Regions from separate parts of the Gossypium hirsutum genome. Here region 1 is linked to region 2. A link is a contact called in public Hi-C data. All regions are on one chromosome and are shown on one strand. Each heading gives the region's core, a stretch centred on a gene start, on an enhancer-like site or on the middle of the called end of the contact. The rest is flanking DNA. Distances are from core to core; before and after follow the strand shown. Region 1 has its middle 31 kb from the start of LOC121205591. Region 2 has its middle 7.7 kb from the start of LOC121204520.

The links. A called contact is a pair of places that touch in the nucleus more often than the background predicts.
Region 1: a contact with region 2 is called in a Hi-C map of leaf, with 2.0 times the contacts expected there. The contact joins two enhancer-like sites. A contact is called at or near these places in 16 of 34 Hi-C or Micro-C datasets (anther, callus, fibers and 3 more).

The regions. Positions count from the first base shown.
Region 1 is chrA08:100,001,942-100,007,641 of Gossypium_hirsutum_v2.1, reverse strand. No RefSeq gene overlaps it. Among protein-coding and RNA genes, the nearest start is that of LOC121205591, 31 kb to the left of the region's middle. Within about 2 kb of position 1,866, at least 6 of the 9 cell types and tissues checked have an H3K27ac peak or open chromatin away from gene starts, as enhancers often do. A contact at or near this core is called in fibers, hypocotyl and leaf, where this site is marked.
Region 2 is chrA08:99,729,888-99,735,415 of Gossypium_hirsutum_v2.1, reverse strand. No RefSeq gene overlaps it. Among protein-coding and RNA genes, the nearest start is that of LOC121204520, 7.7 kb to the right of the region's middle. Within about 2 kb of position 1,340, at least 9 of the 9 cell types and tissues checked have an H3K27ac peak or open chromatin away from gene starts, as enhancers often do. A contact at or near this core is called in fibers, hypocotyl and leaf, where this site is marked.

The DNA.
Region 1 (5,700 bases), core at 617-3,116, 270 kb before region 2:
TGACGGGACGATTCACCCAATCAGCGATATTCCCATCCAAGAAAGCATCATGAACAAATGAACAAATAGATCTCCCAACCACTTCCCAATTCTTCTGATAAAACATTACATGGATCCTATCAATACCCAATGATTTTTGAGGATGCATGCCAAACATAGCCATCTTAATCTCATCGTCGGTTACCTCAACAGATAATTTTTGAAATGCTAGTGCCTCCAAAGGATGAAAGCAACCCCTCATAGCAGAAAAACCCTTCACCGAATCATCTTTAGTAAATAGGTCTTTATAAAAATTTATAGTTAAGGTTTTTAATACACAATCATCATCACACTACTCACCAAAATCGAATCGCAAAGCATATTCACACGATGTCTATGCAATGCAGTGAGATGAAAAAATAGCATATTCTGATCTCCTTCCGTGATCCATCGAGAGTAGGCCCTTTGCATCCAAAGGCTCTCTTATTGACTCAAAACAATGTCTAATTCATTTTTCAAGTCTTTTTCCAGTTGGAGGAGGAAAACTGAATTAGACTTATACAAAGCATGTTCAATTCTCGCTAAGTGTCGAAAGATATTTCGTTTCCATTTGCCAATATGCCCAAACACCTCCATATTCCATTTCTTTACATCACAAGTAAACACATCTATATTCGTAAGAGCATATTTTTCTAGATCCCAAACTGATTGGAGAAAACCTTTAAAAAAAGGGTGATTTTGCCAAGCTGTCAGAAACCTGAATACAAGGTTTGCTAATTTTGTTATGGATAGTCAAAAGAAGTGAACGATAATTCAATCCAATTCGTTCCAAATGTTTCACCAGAAAGTTGGGGAACATATTAATTCACTCTTTATTACCAATGCATCAATCAAGCTTTTGAAAAAGATTCCGTATTCCCCACGTAAATTTTGGACCTACATAGCCAAGATCCAGTGCACCCCTTAAAAAATAAAAACCTTGAAAGGAGCATTACCCAAAGACCCATTTCTAGCACCACCTCTTTGTTCATCAGTCGAGACAATCGCATTAAGATTACCCCCAAGGACCCGAGGTTCAGGAAGGGCTATACTTAATAGTTGATTCCATACCACTACCCTCTTTTTTGGGTTAGGGCTCGCATAAATCATGGTAGCATAGCATGAAAAATTATGATAATCAGACTTGCAAATTGTATGAATAAATTGATTGCTTGCTTGAATAATATTCACATCCAGTTCCTTCCGCCATAAAATCCAAATCCCACCATAGAAACCTTTCGCTTCAACTTTTAAAGAGTTATCAAAACCAGACTTCCGAATGAAATTGTCTGCCTTCATACCACTTATCCTTGTTTCAAAAAAAGTGACAAGACAAAAATTATAATGTTTCATAAAAAATTTAAAATAGCTACCAAATTGTGAGTTATTTGCTCATTCGCAATTCCATAAAAAGAAATGGGACATAATTAAATAGTAGGGGAAATAGACCGGTAGACCTGGTCATCATCTTTTTGCTCTTTAGTCATGCCATCTGAAATTAACAACTTTAGATTAGCTTTAAACCCCAAAATATTATCATGATTATCTAATTCACGAGTCATTGAATCAACCAAGTCAGATAACAACATCCCTGAAGATTTGGCACGACTTTTTTTTTTTTTCACCTTAAAACCCCTCTTGGTTATCTCATTCATGGATGTGCCCAACTTCTTTGTTGCATGCATGTGAGTTTTTGAAGAAGAAGCCAACAAATGACTTTCATGATTGGACTGACCCATTACCAATAAATTACTTTCATGATTAGGCAGGCCCACTACCACATTATTATCCTCAATGGTTACCACTTTATGACTTGATTCTGGTATAGTATGTGTACAAACAGTAATTGGTTTAAACCCAGGTGGGATCCGTTGCCCAATTTCCTTATTTTCTACTTCACCCACCTGCATACGTCTGCCTTCTTTGCTTAAAAATCTGGGTTCTTTCCTTTTATCCTTCATGGATGGCCCACCACTAACATTCCTTCCATTTGAAAACCTCATCAAACCGCACAAAGCTAATTCTTTGCGAAAATCCTGCCATGATTCTTTCCTTGTTTGATTATCCATATATTTCTGTTGGACATTAACAATTTCCTGCGCAGATTCAGCTACATCCTCATCGCTATTGACTGCCAAAATTTGGAGGCATGAATTGCTTGCTTCTTCAGTCATCAATTAAATTTTCTTTCCTTCTATACTAGACTTTCCCGCATTAGTGGGTCTCCTTCTACGGTTCGGAGCTTGTATCAAAGGGCCATATAGCTATCCTAGAGCATTCTCAGCACTCACAGTTGTATCTACCATCGACTTAGAAGCCTGCACCATCGTTTGTTCCGTTGAGTCCGCCTCTTTCCCCTTATTTTGCAGTTTCAAGCAGCTTTCTTTATTATGCCCTTAGTATCCACACTCATAACCAATAATCGACAAACCTTCATACTCTACATATTGAATATGACCATCAATACCCATGCAGGAGGCTAATGGTTTTTTCAGGTCAATCATCACCGCCAAGCGAGCAAACTATCTTCTCTTCACCTTTGTCATGTTATAGTCAACTTTTATGATTTCCCCCAACATTTTGGAGATAATTCTCAACAAACCATTAGAATAATATCTGTATCGAAGACGAGAAAATCTTACCCAAACCACCATCTTCGAAGGAAAGCTTTCCTTTGTTGCGAAGTCTCGGCTCCATGGTTGTACCACAAGATAATGTCCATAATCAACTATGGTCCTCCCGTTAGTGCATTATCGTAATCCTTCTAATTACTAAGTTTGACAAGGATGAAATTATTATCAAGGTGGACCACTTGAAATCTCCCGGTTAAACTCCATAAATACCCAATATTATTCCCCAACAAACGTACTTCAGTTGTTTTAGCCATGCTCTTATCAATCCATTCATGAATCTGTTCGAAGAAAGTAATCTTCGGGTACTCTCCTTCGGTAATTAATCATGTAGTCATCCTCCCTAATTTCAAGTTCTTGCTCCAAAACAGCTTCCTCCTTTGACCCTCTCCCTTTGGCATTTCCTACAAGTTTGTCCCGACATGTAACTTTCGGAAGGCCATCTTTCATTACCACATCTCCCAACACCTGATTATCAATGGATTTATTCTTGACTTTCTTGGTAGCCCCTGTGAGGTCTTCAGGGACCAGTGATCGTGGTCGTTCGAAGGAAGTAGAAGAGAAAGACGTGCCTAGAAATGTGTCCAGCTAATAATCCTTAGGTTTGATTTATATACCAAACACTTGTTGATAGAGTAAACTTAAATGTTAATCTAATTCTCTTTAAACTACAACTCATAAAGATAATATGCAAAATAAAATAAATAAAAGAAAAATAAAATATAAAATAAGTAGAAATAAAAATTGCCGCAGCTTGACATGTGTCAAAATGTTAGCTCTTTTGAGACATTACTTTTTATATATATTATTATAGTTTCAACCTACACTTCTGTTGAGTTAATTATTTAATTCTTGATTAAATTGTAAAGTAAAAATTTTAAAAAATTATAATATGTTTCAAGTCCTGGCTTTTTTTATATTTGAAATTTAATTTTAATACTTTTGTTTTTAAGAATTTAGTCTTTTTACTTTTCAAAGTTAAAATTAAAGTCCATTTGTTAATACCGTTAAATTTTTTTATTAAATTTATTGGTGTGATATTTAAATTTTTTTTTAAAAATCTCACTTGGTATATGTGTAGCAAACAATGATAATAGACCTAAATTTAATAAAGAATTTTAACAATGTTAACAAATCTTAAAAAATCATATTTGCTTTTGAATCAAAATAAATTATTTAAACTAAGTAATAACATTATAAAAATTGAGATATCAAATTAAGTCAAAATTAAAATATAAATATTAAATCTCAAATTTAACTAAAGTATAGGGATCACAACTAAAAATTAACTATTCCCATATAATCTTGAAAAAGTAGAGGAGTCAGAAATCAAATTTATCTAATCTACTAAAAAAGAAGAAGAAGAAAAAAACAAAGGAATAAACAGGGGTAATAAGGGAATGCCCTATTCGCCTTCCTTTTAATACCAGTAGAAAATTATAATATGGTTGGTATTTTTCATATATTTGGAATTTAATTTATATATTTTTATTTTTAAGATTTTAGTTTTTCTATTTTTTAAATTTAAACTTTAGTTTCATTTCGTAACATTATTATATATATTTTTGTTAAATTTGTTGGTGTGATATTTTAAATTTTTAAAAAAAATACTTATTTGGTATCCATGTAACAAAAAAAAGAACATTATCATGAACCTAAACTTAGCAGAGAAATTTAACAGTGTCAACAATTCTTAACAATTTATATTAGCATTTGAATCAAACTAAAACATTAATTTAAACTAAATAATGACATTATAAAAGTTAAATTATCAAATTATGTCAAAATTAAAATATATAGATTAAAATTAAAATTTAATTATTCTGATCACAAAAAAATTAAAGAGACTAAATTTTACTAATATCTTATCACGATTAAAAAAAAAGAAAGAAAACAACAATGAAATTAGATTGAGTAACTCATTCTTCTTAATCATAAATAATAAGAATATAAAGATATAACATATAATATAAATGATAAATAAAATATTACAAATTGGTGCACAATTATATCTCTATTGAATAATTCTTGAAAGAGGAGAAAGACAAACTAACGGCAACTGTAACACTAAAAGAATTTAGAAATAAACCAACGATGCATCATTGCTGAAAATTGCATGCTAGCCTCGCCATCATTTGCCCAACATAACAATGAACTCCGATCAACCATGAAACCATTGCCAATAACTCACAAGGAGCCCATTACATCACTGATGCACAAAAAGTTAAGTCTCGAATTGATTATCGTCTTCCTCATCAATTTTACAAACATTGTGTTTTATCATGATAAGGTTATTTGAGAACGGTTTTCAATAGATTGGACAACACCTTCAACTTGACAAATCTCATATCTATACTCAAACATGACTAAAAGAAATAACTAAAACTAAAAATTACAATTACTTTAAAAGAAAACAGAATAAATAAAATAAAAATCATAATTAGTGAATTAAAATTGAAAAGGAAAAAAATTAGAGAATATTTTTGAAAAAGTTATGACCAGCAAGTGACCAAAAAACAGAACCACCAACAAAATAAAGATTTGATTTGAAAAATTGAGGGGTAAAGTTTTTAACATATAATGCTTTAATAGAGTTTTTAAAATACAGTTACAATTATATAATCAATATTCAATTATATTCAACACCATGACAAATAGAATCAGTATTTAAAGGAACTAAACAACTAATAATCATAAATATTTTTAACTCCAAATTAATGGCTTTTTAATTATATTTAACTTTTTTTAAAGTTAATTTAAATTGGAATTAAAAAATAATCATAAATATTTTTATTAAAAATTAATAATCATAAATATTTAAATTGAAATTAAAATAAATAAATAAATAAAACTCACCTATGATAAAATAATGAACTTCAAAATTTTAAAAAATTCTGTTGTATTATTAAATCAATGCCACGTACCGTGATTTTATCACTGTTATGAATAAAAATCTTGTTGTTGCTCAAAAGGATCATAATGACATCAAATCATTAATGTCTACCTATCAATCATAGGAACCATAACAAAAAGACGCTTTCCTTTACAATTT
Region 2 (5,528 bases), core at 91-2,590:
CTTTCTCGAAGAAGTTGTGATCTCTTGACTCGGTTTCCCTTAATATTTTTCCTCATCTCTGTAAACCAATTCGGGTATGCTCAAGTTTATCCAATACACTGCCAGTTTTCTCCTTCCATAAATTCTTAACAACTTCTTCACATGAAGGCTCAGTTATCCACTATGATTCGAACTTGAATAGATTACCCCCATATTGTTTTACTTTTGACCTTGTTTGGATTAAAATTGGGCAATAATCAGAGAAAAAATGTGGTGGATGTTGTACCAAATAATAAAAAAATAAATTCAGCCATTCCGAATTTGCTACTCTCTTATTGAGCTGATCCCTTATGTTTGTATCCGCAAAATTACCTTTTTCCCAAGTAAATTTTTGTCCACTATATCCCATATCAGTTAGATCGCATTCTTCCAGGGTTTTTCGAAATTCCTCCGTCTACCTTTCGTCTCTTATTGCCCCTCCCATTTTCTCGTGTGCATACATGATCTCATTGAAGTCTCCACAGACACACCACGGTATTAAGCAATTGTTCCTTAGTCGGTGAAGTAGATTCCATGACTCTTGCTTGTTTGAATGACTGGGATTGCCATAAAATCTAGTGAATTGCCACGTATATGGATTATCTTCTTCCTTAATTTCCACATCAATATGATTTTTTGAATAGCTACAGACATGAACTAGATTGTTTCCATTCCATGCAAGACTTAACCCACCTCGCGAACCATTACCTGGAATATCCATCCCATTAAGAAAAAAGTTTCGTAAGGGGACTGGAGCAGGCTACCATGAGACAAAAGATCTTTCTAAAGAGATTCGATTCGCCACACCGTTTTCGAAGACGTTCCATTCAGATACAATCTAATTTTGTCTCCATTAAGAAGACCATTTGGGTTTTATATATCTTCAACGTGTGTTGAAGCCTTCGAAAAGCTTGAGGATTCCCCAAACCTCTGGCATTCTAGCATAGAATTTTCATTGGTTCCGGTTAGCTGGCCATTTGCCAGCCGCTGATATAATTTGTGAAAAAACATCTTCATCCTCTATAGACCTCATCATCTCCATTATTGTACTACCATCCAAATTTCCCTCATCAGTTCTTGGTTTTTTGTTATGTTTTCAGCTAATGGTCCAAAATCGGACGCTTCCTCTTGATGTAGTTTTCGTTTACCTATTGTAAGATCAGTCATATTTGAGTCGCTATTTCCCTTATGGTATAATCGGCGCCAGCTTCTTTTTTTGTGGCCCAATTGAAATATTTCTTTTGGATTAATGGGCCCTTTATCCTCAGATTTTTTTTATCATTTTCCGTAGCACAATACCAATTTATGATGGCCTGCTCCACCTCTATTGTAGGTCCCACTTATTAGAGTTTGCATTTAAAGTATCTGTTGTAGGGCACCAATTCTTTTTGGACTCTTCTTCCTCTTTTGTAGCCAAAACTTAGGGAGAAAAATTAGAATCTCTTTCTTCGGAATTTTCCTGTATTTTCTCCGTTTCCCACTTCCCGGAGTTCTTTATCGATCTAACTTCACTCTCCGGCCGACGATATGGAATAGACTTTTCTAGCAAAAGAGCATCTTCTTTTTTCCCCAGTTCCTCTCCCGCGTAAAAACATTGCTTCATTGATTTTTTCTGTATTGATCCAAAAATTAGACATTCTTTCCCTACCATGGAAGATTTTGCCTTAAGTGCTATTGAGAAAGGATGCTCATCATCTACCTTTATACGATCTTCCGGGCTTGTTTCCGAACATTCCTTAATCTCATTGCCCATTCTTCCGCAACCAAAATAGAAAGTTAGGAGATTTTCATATTTAAAGGATATCCATATTTTCATCCATATTTTCTCTTTCTCATTCGGAGAAACAAAGACACCCTTTCTTAATTATTTTTGAACATCTAGGTTAACTTTGATTCAACAGAATTCCCCTTTTATATCAGATCTAATAACTCCCCCAAAAGTAGATCCAATTGCATGCATCAAATCCTTTTTGTCACATTCTGGTGGACACGGGCCAACTTTCATCCAAAACAGGGAGAAGGTTAGTTGATTCTTGTTTCTCTCCAGAGGTTGCGTCAGTCTATCAAAAATGATTAATTGTTTTCGAATTAGCCATGGATGCCTTTCCAAGATCTGTTCCAAGGCCTCCTCATCTTTAAAAGAGATCGTAAACAGATTTTGCCCTGCGATAAGAATCTCGAACTTCTTTTTTGTTTTCCATATGCTTCGTAATTGTGCTCGCAAGCTATCTGGATTATATGTTTTCTTTGTACAAATAGAGCAGATCAGCGTCAGATTTTCTGATGGAGTTACTAATGAATTTTTCACCGTTAGTTGGATTAACTACTCCTCAAGGAGAGCAATTTCGTTTTTTTCGTCCTTCGATTCGAAGACACTGCTCATCTTCTTCCCAACCACAGTACTCGCTGTTTCTTCGGGAAGTTCAATGAGAGCACTCTTGACTCCTTTTTTCTATTGAGTTTTTTAAAGTTCAGACTGTTTTTAAAATCTTAAAAATCTGAAAAAGTGGTCGTAATAAGATTACACTCTATATTATAGCATCTCGATATTGTTTAAGAATATAAGATTACTAAATAATTGGAATATTGAGAATCCAAACATTCTAATCTTATTTCGAAATATTACACTATAAGTTGTATGTAATATTCGATCAACGAGACCCCCTAAATGTTACAATAAATCCTATTTTATTTTCATGTTTTAACACTAGCCACTCTTCTCATATTTCTCTCTTCCCTCTTTGCTCATTTCTATTTGCACGTTGTTTTGCTATTTTCATTGTTGTTTGCTTACAAACAATAGTAAAAACATTTGAATTAAAGAAAATAATTATTTAAATAAATAATAAATAATTACATCAATAATAAAAAATATCATGATATATTATTTAATTAGTAAAATTACAATTTAACCTATTTTTAAAATTTTTATGAAAATGAAATAATTTAAACTTCAATTATGTACCATTCTTTTCCTAGTATCCTTAATAATTATTTTTTATTCTCACATGCCCATTATAAAAGTAATTAAATCTATTCACATATTTTACAACTGATTGTAATATCATTACTATAATATTTAATCTCATGCTATAATAACTAATTTTATTACTATTGTTGTTTTCATTTCATTGAAATCAATCTCATCACACAGTCAAACTTTGCCTTACCAATGGTTTATAGGAGGCAGAAATGAAAGAGATTGGTGAAATAGGGCGCCAGAGAAAATATGACAGTAAAGAAAACCAAACCCATTAATTAGAGGAGCTACCTTTTACTGAAGGATGATACTAGTTTAGCAAAGTCTTTATCTTGACAGTCAGCTCAGTACCCACCAATTTATATATCTATGTATAAATGTATGTTATCCAAGAAACCGAAGTCATACATTTCTTACGGAAGTAGTTTCAATGCCAGTTCAACAGTTTTGTTTGTATGGACAGCCGTGGGGACTGTTGGAAAAATATGATTTTTGGAATGTTTGAGGTATATTTTCGATTGGTGAATGCGGAGTTTTGAATCATAATATTATGATTTTATGTTCTATCCCATAAAACTTTTACAACAAGATATCATATGCTAAAAATAGTTGAGTAAAATAAGAAATTGACGTCAAAGTATGTTACTTTAAATATACAAATATGCATTTAAAGGAGACTTTAAATCTATTTTAAGAAAACTGTGAAAACATTCTTCAATATTTAGTAAAATTTAATTCTCTTTTTTAGTTTCTGATTTTTTCAGGATCTTATTTATTTAATTAATTTTTCAGATCTGATTTTCTTAAATAAATATAAATATTTATTTAATTTATTTTAATATTTATTTGTTAACATGTTTTGTCTTATATATTTTCTTCCATAAAGGCTAATTGGAGCCTCCTCTCTCATGGTATGATAATATTGTAGCCATAAGCTAATACCCTTGCCCACAGTGAAGACATTGGTGTTGTCAACTGCATTTTGTACGTATCAATGATTACCTAGCTACGAGAAATATATAAAAAATTAATTAATGTATTACTTTTTTAAACTTAACCCAAAAAAAATGTATGCATTGGTTTTTTTTTTTCATATATACATATGAAATAAGGAAAATAATGGAAATTTAAAAATTTAAAAATTATTTTGTTAGACTACTTTGAACAGTAACAATATGAAGATGGTATTTGGAGTGGTTGACTATAAAGTCTGCTCCTCCAACTGTTGACTTCCATATTATATTTTATTCAATTTGCATGCAATTTTAACATGAGTCTATTGGGTAAATGGGAGATTTTTCGCATTAAAATTGTATAAAAAATATAATACTCAAGTTAGCATGTGGAGGAGCCAACTTTAAAGTCAGAACCTCCAACTTTCGACTTTCACGAAAATTGGTTCTGGGAGATGTCGGGTTCACCGTCATCATTATTCAATTTAAACCATTTTGCTGAATAATTTGTTATCACATCTATTTAGGAAAAAAAACATTGGGCATAGTTGCAAGAATATGGGAGTAGCTATGGGAACAATTACAAATTCGAGTGCAGCAATTACAAATGCGAGTGCAACAACAATAATAAACACAAACACAATGCGATTGTTTACGTAAGAATTTCTATGTTTACGGTTTTTTTCCAGAGAGACAATACATTATTTTTAATCTTGTACAAATAGTGATATAAACCCTATCACACATCTATATATCAATCTCACTTTTGCACTTAATATCTAGGTCTTTCTCCATTAAAATTTTCCAATAAAATTTAATTTGTAAATCAAAAGGCTTGCTTATTTACTTATAAAATAGACTTACAATAATGAATTCCCAATAAATAAATAAATGCATAAACTCTTCCTACAAAACTTATACAAGTCTTGTGAATATATAATATTTCGATTTACTAACATTAGATCAACTATTATCTCAATCCTCATCAAAGTCCAAAATAAATCACAGATCATCAAAATAAACTTATTAAATCATTTGATCCAATCTCCTTAAAATAAGGGATTGAGTTCAATTTGATTTTTAGTATTTATTTCTTCTTAAAGATCTATGTTCAATGATGGATTAGCAAAAGTTATGGACAAACTATTTTTTGGTATTTATCAAATACATTGCAAGCACCTTAGATGAGAACCGACGAGTAATCGAAGGAGGGCCAAAACAGGCCCGACTATGGGACAAGGAGGTCTCCGATGTCGGAATAACATGATGGCTTTTGGCAATGAACATGGTAGCGACATCATGATGAGGAGAATCAGCACGTCACAACGTCACGACAATTCCTGATGTTATGCAGCCATGTTTTGTACAGGTCAACATGACTTCTTCTCCCAATTGGGAATTTATTTTCGGAGTTTGGGTTTGTTCATTTAGGTTTATTTTCTCCATATTATACTTTCGTTTGTTTCCTCATTTAGTAAAAAGTCGAAACCTCTTTTGCCCGTGGTTTTTATCTTTTTCGGAGGAATTTTCCACGTAAAATATTTGTATGTTTAATCTTCTCTATTTTACTTGTTTAT